2 separate regions of the Zea mays genome follow, and region 1 is linked to region 2. Evidence: chromatin contacts called from public Hi-C data. All regions are on one chromosome and are shown on one strand. The core of a region is the stretch at or near the end of the contact, and the rest is flanking DNA. Distances in the headings are between cores, read along the strand shown.

Region 1 (4,976 bases), core at 2,425-4,924, 210 kb before region 2:
GAGATGTTGCAGAATATGAAGCTCGGTTGACATAGCAATGCATCTACCACTTCAGCAGGCATCATTGGCTTTGTTTCAGATATGTCAAAGGCATTGTTAAGAATAGCTGAATAAAATTATGAAATGACAAGAAGTTAAGCGTAACATTTGTGAGTAACCACGTGAGGATCCCTTAGTAAAGTATCCTTGCAAAAACACACAATTTAACCAAGTTTTTTTCCACATCGGTAGAAGTAGAACCTAATTTCATTACCAGAAAACAACAAATTAGAAGAGCTTTTATTAAAACAGCTAAAGAAAACTATGACTTATTAAACGCCAGCACCTCCGAACACAAACAACCTATGTCAGTTTAATCTGGGAATATGACAATATAGCTTTTAATATGCCAGTTAACTATTAAAGCTAGGCATAACTTTGGTATAGTAATAAACTGTCTGTTCTACCAAGAAGCGCTCTTTTTCCATCCATAATAATATCAAATATCCTGAGTATGTTTTGTCTATAAATTGGAATATTCCATAAGTAAGACACTATAAAGCAGGGGCCGCCGCAAGGGGTAGGCAAGGTGGGCCATGGCCCCACCTTTTTTTATAAACTCTTATACCTAGATTTAAATATACATCAAAATAAAACAAGAGCTATTATATATAGGTGGCCAAATCTAATGATTAACTTTTTTAGTGCTCCACTACTCAGCCCACTTCCCACCCAAGTTGTTTGATTCCCTCCCCTAGCGGCTAGCCCACTCGTGGGCTCGTGGCTCGCTTGCTCCTTTGGTAATTGACTGATCGGTTAGTGGGTGACTTAACCCGCCAGCTGCCAGTCCCACCTAGCCTCCACGTCACTCATCAGCTCGTCGCATCGTCAGGACCCCGCATGCAGTGACACTGCTTTGACTCTTAGTCCGCACTAGTGGGCGGACATAGGGTTGAAAACGGACGGAAAAATCTCGTCCCGATCCGTACCGTTTTCTACATTTGACCCGATCGTTTCCGTATTTACGGAAAAATATGGAAACGGGACGGAAACGGGAGAGGGCTTATCTCGTCCGTTTTTGCGGGATCCCGTTTTTTTTTCGGATTGAACCCGTATTTATTCCGTATTTGACAAATATGGGACGAGCCTAATATGCATTAGTATATAAACTAAATCCTCGTGTATTTATGTGACAAATTATAGCACAATTGGCCATTGTAATCACTAGCTCTTTTCAAATGGCAAGTGATCTAAAGTCTTAAACAACATCGGTTGTAGCTAAATGTACACATTTAGCAACCAAACAATAATAGAATGTTGCCTCTCTATATCTATTTGTTTTATGTTATTATTCTGCCAATCAATCACTAGTTAAACTGACATCAATAACATTTCTATTTTTATTAAATTATGAGTTTCCGTTAGTATTTCCGTTTCTGTTCGTTTTCGCAATTCCGTTTATCCCGCTCCCGTTTCCGTTCCCGACTATTCCAGACCCGATCCTGTTTCCGATGATAAAATACGGATATGGAAACGGGAGAGGGGTTTTCCGTCCGTCTCCGTCCGTTTTCATCCCTAGCGGACAGCCTGTCGGTGGCATCCTGCCTTGGCACCACAATACCACCGGCCCTCGCTATCTCACTGCGGTACCAACACACCCGTCAGACTGCAAGCTGTTGCCTCATTGTCGCCATCTCGCGTCAGACTCGCCGATGTGGCCGCTCCGCCCCACCCCACCCCCTCCCTCACTGGCCCGTTGCTTTCCCCTCTCCGGCTCTCCCCTAGGACAGCCAAAAAGGTTTTCCGGTATTCATGTCATTTTGAAACACTCCTAGTATTATCACCTAACCTTCACGTTATTATCATGAAGCTACTTTTATAAGTGGTCTAGTCTAGTGATTTTTCTCTTACGGTGTTGCCCCACCTAGAATTTTGTCATGCATCCGCCACTCCTAGGAACCATACTTCCTAATAGAAGCTTGCTTCAAATAATCGTAGTTATTCACATATTGCTTGCTTGTACAAAGCCTGGGATGTTTTCTTCAAAGGAAAGCAAATATTTAGGGCTTGTTTGGTTCGTGGCTAACTGTGCCACAGTTTGCTCCTAAGGTTAGTCGTCCGAATTGAAGAACTAACCTTAGACAGAAAAGTCAGGCAAAGTGTGGCAAGTTAAGCAGCGAACCAAACATGCTCTTAGTCAGCAACTATGAAAACTAACAAGTTGTTGTACTGTTAGAATCAACATGTCACATGTATCTATTCTTGACGTAATCATTATCACGCCAAGGGAAATATTGCGCCAAATCATCTCTGCACTACATTCCATCAATAAATCAAACGAGCAATTTCTACTGTGTACCAAAATCAGTACACACAGAACGCTTCTATTTGTTAGCTGGCACCAATAGAATTTTGTTGATCGGACTATTAATGGCAGTACAGCATCAGTTCCTGAGCTCCAGAAGCCTGAACGGAAGATGCACTAGGCTACATCATCATAGTGCACATGGCCACATGGGTACAAACCATAATCCAAATGCGCTAGTTGTGTGTTGTACTTTCCCGCTCACAGAATCTCCTACACAGCACATTAAGTTCCAGAACTTTGTAGGCTGCGTTGACTAAAAAAATGACGCATGCTTATCTACCATCGAGCCCTCAACAAAATCAGGGGTCCACATGCAAATCCTGAACTCTGAGAGGTGCATGCAGCAAAAGTACACCTAAACTGGAGGTCTGAAGCTCTAAAACCTAGTAACGATCTCTTAACCAGACCGTAATGCGAGTTAAGTAATGACAAAAAACAAGTAATCTTACACTCAAATTAAATTACTCTTCAATACCCCCGAGTGGCCGAGTCACAGACTTATCAGATAGTAAAAAGGAATAGCAGTTACCAATCCCACGAAAACCTCTCACTAAAATACCAAAACTCAAGACAACCGAGACATTCTCACTGAGAAGCATCAATTTGCAGACAAAACAAAACAATAGCTGATTAACAACAGACAAGCCTAATAAATTCGCAGATATTGCAGCCAAAGCCGACTCCCGTACTAGCCCTAAATAGTGAAATAAACACCAGAAAAGGGAGTAGCCGCCAAAGCATTCCACCGCCATCAAGTCCGCAGGAGTGATCGCGGCCACGGCCAAGCGGTGGGGTGAAAACTGAAAACCCAAACCTCGCACACAAAAAAATAATCACCAAAACCCCTGCCCGCCACAACAAAGCCCTAGAGGTTATAGCAATCAGCCACCACGCGGTGCTGGAAAACAGCGAGGCCGCCGATGAAACGCACCGAAACACCGTAAAACCGCGGCCAAATGCCCCCCGGAGCCCTACATTGCCAGGACCGGAAAGCCCTAGGCCCTAGCGCGAGGCGAAACGGGGGCGGTTTGCGATCGGAGCGGGTGGAGGGAACTCACGTCCAAGGAAGAGGAGGCGATCGCCGCCGCGGGCAGCCTCAGGATTAGGGTTTCGAGCTCCTGCGTCGTCTACCTCCAGAAACTCCGCCGCTCGGCTCCGGCCCCCCTATCCCCCTCCGCCGCTCCGGCCCCTCTTCACCCAATAAAAACTGAGAGGAGAGAGCCTTGGCGTCCTGGACTTTTTGTTTTTCCCCCCGAGTCGAAGCGAAGTCTTTAATAATTGGCACCACGACTCACCACCCCGGCCGGACCCGCGCTCACGGAGCGAGATACGCGGCCCCCCGCGCTGGCACGCCGACACGTGGGTCTAGGATATGCGTGGGGGCAAGCTCGCGGTGGCTCGGGCTAGTCGGTGCCCGGGCAGGTGCGGTTCGTCAGGTCCTTTCTTGATGCTCTCAGATGATCTGACGCGGCCGCGTACTTTTGGGCGATGCGCATTGCTTCATGCCCTCCTCGCGCGGGCGTGGGGCCCGTCGGCTGGAGGGACCACATGTCGGTCGCGGGGAGGCCGACTGCTCGTACGTACACGCGTGGCCCACAGGGGATGGCCCGTCCTTTCCGGGGCGCATCGCATCCACGTTCGGAAGTGAGAGACCCGCACGCAAGCGGCGTGGATGGGGGTTACTAACCACTGGAAACCGGGGCCGGTTGTGTCAGTGGGAGGGAGGGCTCGGGTGCGTAGACGCAACCGCCAACTGGGGCCAGTGGGCTGGCTTCCATTGAACTATACTGGGGATAGGATAACGCGGTGGGGTGGGGAAAGTGACGGCTCGCGGTCGCAGCCGCGGCGGCACTCTTTGGTGTGGGCCCGGATCGGGGTGTTGGACTCGTAGTCGTAGACTGGAGGGTTTAATACGGGGGCGGGCCCGTGCACAGCGGGATTGATGGGGGAGATTTGCACTCTGATCAGCAGCATACTTTCAGGATGCAGCAGCCTTGCAGAAGGCGTCCTCGTGGTCTCGATCGCACAGCTTGCGTTTGGAACCGGAATAGCAGAGAAGGGCTCTGGCAGCCTGTTCCCATTTATGCTGTGCTTGGCTTTGGCTGCTTCTCTACGATGGCATATCAGTGCAGTAAGGCCCGTTTAGACACAAATTAATTAAATTAATATATTTATATATGTAATGTATTTGTGTATTATTCTAAATTATATGAAAAAAATATACACTATACTTATGCTATCTCTACTACTTATTAAGGCTCTAAGAGTAGTCTGCCATTCCCATGTTCTGCCATTTCCGTGTTCTGCCATTTTCGTCATGAAACCCATTCCCATCTGCACACTCAACACACGCCCTGCACATGTGGGCCCACGTGACAGCCTCTGTCTCTTTTTTCCCGTCGCGGCTAGGCTAAACCCATTCCCATCGTGCAAACCCATCCCACGTGACAGTTATTCCATTCCCATGTTCTGCACACCGCATGCCCTACCATATGGGCACACGTGACAGTTATTTTTTCGTTGCAGCTCCGTGTCCTCTCGCGCAAAAAATGTTAGAAGTAGAGACCGTCAAGTGCACTTAAGCAGAATTACTTTCTCTGAAGCAGCACAGCTTATAAGCCGGTACCAC
Region 2 (4,838 bases), core at 2,239-4,738:
GTGGCCCCCCGTGTCGTTGTACCAGTCGGCATTAACCTTATAGGAGTTGGAGGCGACATTGGCCGAAGGGCCCTCTTCCTGGTACGATTCATCCATGCGGTACCAGCATCTGAGGGCAGTATGGCCGAATTTTTCGCAGATTTGGCATTGAGGACGCGGAGATCCGTTGCGCGAATATCCTCCATGTTGGGCGCCGCCGCCACGGTTGGGCGCACCGCCGCCACGCTCGCGCGCGCCGCGCCCGTGGTCACCATGCCCACGGTCGCGTCCACCGCGGCCACCACCGCGGCCCGCGTAGTTAGCAGATGCCTCGAAAGATTGCTGGAGTTCGGCTTGATGGCGAAGTAGACGGTCTTCAAACGAGACAAGGTGGGCGAAGACATTGTCGAGCGACAGAGCTTCAGTTTTGGTGGTCATGGCGGTGACGAAGGGATCGTACTCGACGGGAAGCCCTGCAAACAAATAGGCGAGTATCTCTTCATCTCGAAGAGGAGCGTCAATAGCAGCAAGCTTGGAAGCGAGCCCGGTGATTTTGCGGTAAAAATCTGCCGCCGAGAGATCTTGTTTCTTGGACGTCGCAAGATCGACACGGAGTTGCACTGTCCGTGCCTCTGTGGAAGATGCAAACTTGCGGTGGAGGGAGGTCCAGACCTCACGAGAAGATGTGGTCGCCATGACATCTCGAAGGACCTCTTCGGTCATCAAGGAGAGCAGTCCGCTGAGCAACTGCTGATCCTGGTCATACCAGGTGTCGTAGGCCGGATTAAGGGCCTCTTCGATCTCGCCAGTGGTGGTCGCCGTAGAGATGAACTGCTTGGACGCCGGATTGGATCCATCGAGGAATCCGATCAACTTGGAGCTGCGTAGATATGGCAGGAGCTGAGCCCGCCATAACAAATAGTTCGATTTGGTGTGGCGGGTCGTAATAGCTTGATGGATTGGGATAGGCGCCATGGTGAAAGAAGCACCGGGAGCCATGGATTATCGGTGGAGGGGAGGAGGTGGAGAAAGTTTTGGAGGAGAGAATCATGGTGAGAAAAATTAGGAATCCCTTGGCTCTGTTACCATGTTAACAATGATGGAAGGCCATACCACGCATAGGGACAGCCACGTATTTATATACAGAGAGGATTACAATGAGGCGGCACAATGGCCGCCCGAGATTGTAGGGATTACCCTAACAGAATACATTTCATGATTCTATTTCCTAACAATGTGGAGCTGTAGAGCTGTTTGTGTGTGTGGTATGAGTGAGACGTGCGTGTGTGTGTGGAATAGGTGTACGTTCGTATATGAACACGTACAGCGGCGAAGACTCTCGTCTCCAACCGCAATTGTCAGCAGCCGCGCGGCATGGGACATTCAAGGCCGCCGACGCCGATGGATGGGCTAATAATTAACGGGTACCGCCTGCCGCATCAGCCTTCTCCACGTCTGCCGCGGCAACAACCTTCTTGTCTTCATCGGCGGCGGCCGCGTCCCCGTCGTCTTCTTCCTCCCAACCGCACGCCCCGTGCGCGACGTCGTAGGTGGCGTGGAGGCCGACGAGGACGTAGTAGACGAGCATGACGGCGGTGCAGACGCCGAAGCGGATGAAGGCGTCCTTGCCGAGCGAGCCCATGAGGAAGAGGTTGGTGGCGATGGACAGCGAGGGCAGCCACGGCACGAGCGGCACGCCCCACACCTTGGGCGCCCGCGCCGCGGGCACCAGCAGCTGGATGCCCAGCGTGCCGGCCGCCCACGCCGGCACCAGCACCACGTAGCCCTGCCACCGCTCCGGCGACGTGCCCCAGCACGCGGCGATGCCGATGGACGAGGCGATGATGAGCAGCAGCAGCGCCGTGAGCCGCAGCGCGTGCGTCCGGCTCGTCACGCCCCGCACGTAGTAGCGCCGGACGAGGAGCGCCGTGGCCATCATCATGAAGATGAAGAGCGTGCTGACGGAGAGCAGGCTGGCGAGGACGTCGAGGCTGGAGAAGAGCGCGATGCAGGCGCTGCAGACGGCGATGAGCGCGGTGGCGTGCACGGGGGTGCCGGTCCTGGGGTGCACGAGCGCGAACACGGGCGGGATGATGTGGCTGCGCGCGATGTGCGTGGTGTAGCGCGCCTGCCCCAGCGCGCCCACCAGCAGCACCGTGGTCATCCCCTTGAGCGCGCCCAGCGCCACCACGTACTGCGCCCACCGCATCCCCACGCTGGCGAACGCCACCGAGTAGGCGGCGCTGCGGTCGATGGCCGTGTACGGCTGCATCATGCTCAGCACCAGCGCCATCACGCAGTAGATGGCCGTGATGGCGGTCATGGAACCCAGCAGGCCCAGCGGGATGTCCCGCGACGGGTTCCTGGTCTCCTCCGCCATGGTGGCGATGTTGTCGAACCCGCCGTAGGCGAAGTACACGATGGCGGCCGCCCGGAACACGCCCGGCACGCCTTGCGGCATGAAGGGTCTCAGGTTGGCCGCGTCGGCGTGCGCGAACCCGGCCACGATGACGAAGGCGATGACGAGCACGTGCACGGCGGACGCCACCCAGTTGACGCGCGAGGTGCCCTTGGCGGTGAGCATGGCCAGCGTGGCGGTGACGGCGATGACGAGCACCGCGATGGGGTCCAGCTCGTCGTACCCGCCCGCGAGCCCCGGCGCGTGGATCCGCAGCGCGCTGGCGGGCCTGTTGACGAGCGACGCCAGGTACGAGGTCCAGGACCGCGCCACGGCCGCCGTGCCGATGACGCTCTCGAGGATGAGGTTGGCGGCGGCGACGAAGGCCGCGGCGTCGCCGAGCTCGACGCGCAGGTACGCGAAGGAGCCGCCGGCCACGGGGATCTCCACGGCGAACTCGGTGTAGCAGAAGACGGACAGCATGGCGGAGAGGCCCGAGGCGACGTAGGAGAGCACGATGGCTGGGCCCGCGTGGTCGCGCGCCTCCTGCCCCGTCAGCACGAAGATGCCGGCGCCGATGACGGACCCGAAGCCGAACCAGGTCAGGTCCCACCACGTCAGGCACCGCCGCATCTCGTGCTCGCTGCGCCGGCGCAGCGCGCCCAGCTCCGCGGCGTCGGTGGACCGCCCCGCGAGGCGGTCGCGGAGGCGGGCCGGCGTCTCGCGCAGCGCCCGCCGGTACGCGCCCCAGCTCGCGAACGACGGCTCCGGGAAGAAGTCGTCCCTGCGCCACCGCCAGTAGCTCCTCGCCGGTACCGTCGCCGCGGCCTTGCCTGCGCCATACTCAGGCGGCGAGGACGTGTCGTTCTCCGCGGGCTCCATGGCTGCAGCAGGAGCGGCTCGCCTCACGTCACTCGCGCCTCCCACAGTCCCACTTCGTGTGGAGGTGGTGGAGTAGCTTGTAGTTGTAGCTGGGCTGCTGCTGTGTGTGTGGGCGTGAGGGTGTCGGCGTGTGACTGTGTGTCTCTGTTGCATGTGTATATGGGAGTGTGGAGGATTCGTCGCTCGGTACGAGCGTGACGTCATGGCTTGGAGTTTTGCGTAGTGCCTCACTTCAAACTGCAGCCCGACCGCCGATCAGCAAGCAAAACCGACGCATTGCAATACGTGACGTACTCCCTCCGTCCCCAAAAATAAAGTGCACTTGTAGTAGGATTGGATTTTTTGACACGAAAGACGAGACAAGGACGCGATTTCCGGCGTGCGATGGAGCTCGCTCAGCTCAGCTCGTTGGTCAACAGATTCGGCCAGAAGTGGCGCACGCCGGCAAGTCGACCTCCCTCCGTAGCGCTTGGACGCACATGCCGGGCCACGGAGAAAGCCGACAGCGGGAAGGCGGCCGGGCCGGCCGGCCTCCAAAACTCGCCCATCCGAGCTGTCGCAAGTGACGTCCGGCGTCCGCGGACCACGCGACATCACATCGGATCCCGCGCACCGTGCCGTTGCACGGTCCGGCGCCTGCTCCGTTATCTGTTGGCCTCTTCAAATCACACGTAACCTACTTCTATTGGCTATTGCACAGTCACTAATAGAGTGTCTAAAATAGAGGATGTAAATAATATTGTTTGACACTTAGGAATAAAATAGGGGATGAATAGAAGATCCGCTGCAGATAGCTTTACATACGTACATACAAGTAGCTCGAGATATTAAGACAAACATTTGTGATATATGTATTATTTGTAATATATGTTATTGTCTTTCATTATATCATTCAACTGTGCTTTGTAAATGAGTTTAACTTTTTATGGCGGTCTAATTTTAAGCTTGGTTTATACGCTGGCGGGCTCGGGCCGGTATGGTGTTCATTTTCGGCCCAGGCTTACCGGTCCAACACGGTTGGGCACGTCCCGTGCCGGACTCGTTCACATAGTTGAGCTCATTGGACAGCCCAGCCTAGCTCGGCCCACATATTTATTTGGATCTAACCGTGTCATGCTTAAGCAGATCGTGCTTTAACGGGTCCGGGCAAGCCGGACCAGGCGACCCGTTTGTACATTTCTAGCTCGAGACGAGAACATTTTTGGGAGTGGTGGAGAGCGGGGGTGGCAGTCCATTCGAGCAAATATAACCACAGTTGACGATAAGGATTCTTGGAACCTACCTCTTGGCCTATACGTACAGTGGTTAACTATTCAATATTAATGTTTGATTCATCTCTCTCATAAATTTTTTGTTCTTGTGCCCAGGCCGACTATAAATTTAGAGCAGGTTTAATAATACAGTCAATTGCTGACTATAAGGATTCTTGTAGCCTGCCATTTAGCACACCCGTATAGTAGTTAGCTCTTTACTATTAATGTAGGACTACACATGTCTTCCTCACAAAGTTTCTTAGTTCTTATGTCTAAGTCGTTTGTGAGTAGTTAGCTCTTTACTATTAATGCAGAACTACACATGT

Evidence for each region. A called contact is a pair of places that touch in the nucleus more often than the background predicts.
Region 1: a Hi-C map of bundle sheath shows a contact between it and region 2, with 2.3 times the contacts expected there. The contact joins the promoter of LOC103649602 here to the promoter of LOC103649599 in region 2. A contact is called at or near these places in 5 of 25 Hi-C or Micro-C datasets (bundle sheath, ear, leaf and 2 more).

Annotation. Positions count from the first base shown.
Region 1 is chr3:4,208,235-4,213,210 of Zm-B73-REFERENCE-NAM-5.0, reverse strand. LOC103649602 (RNA binding (RRM/RBD/RNP motifs) family protein) reads right to left here and starts at 3,674. Exons shown (of 11, transcript XM_008675339.4): 1 at 3,406-3,674.
Region 2 is chr3:3,998,019-4,002,856 of Zm-B73-REFERENCE-NAM-5.0, reverse strand. It overlaps LOC103649599 (cationic amino acid transporter 5), which reads right to left and starts at 3,488. Exons shown (of 1, transcript XM_008675337.4): 1 at 1,070-3,488. The coding sequence starts at 3,463. The coding sequence ends at 1,397.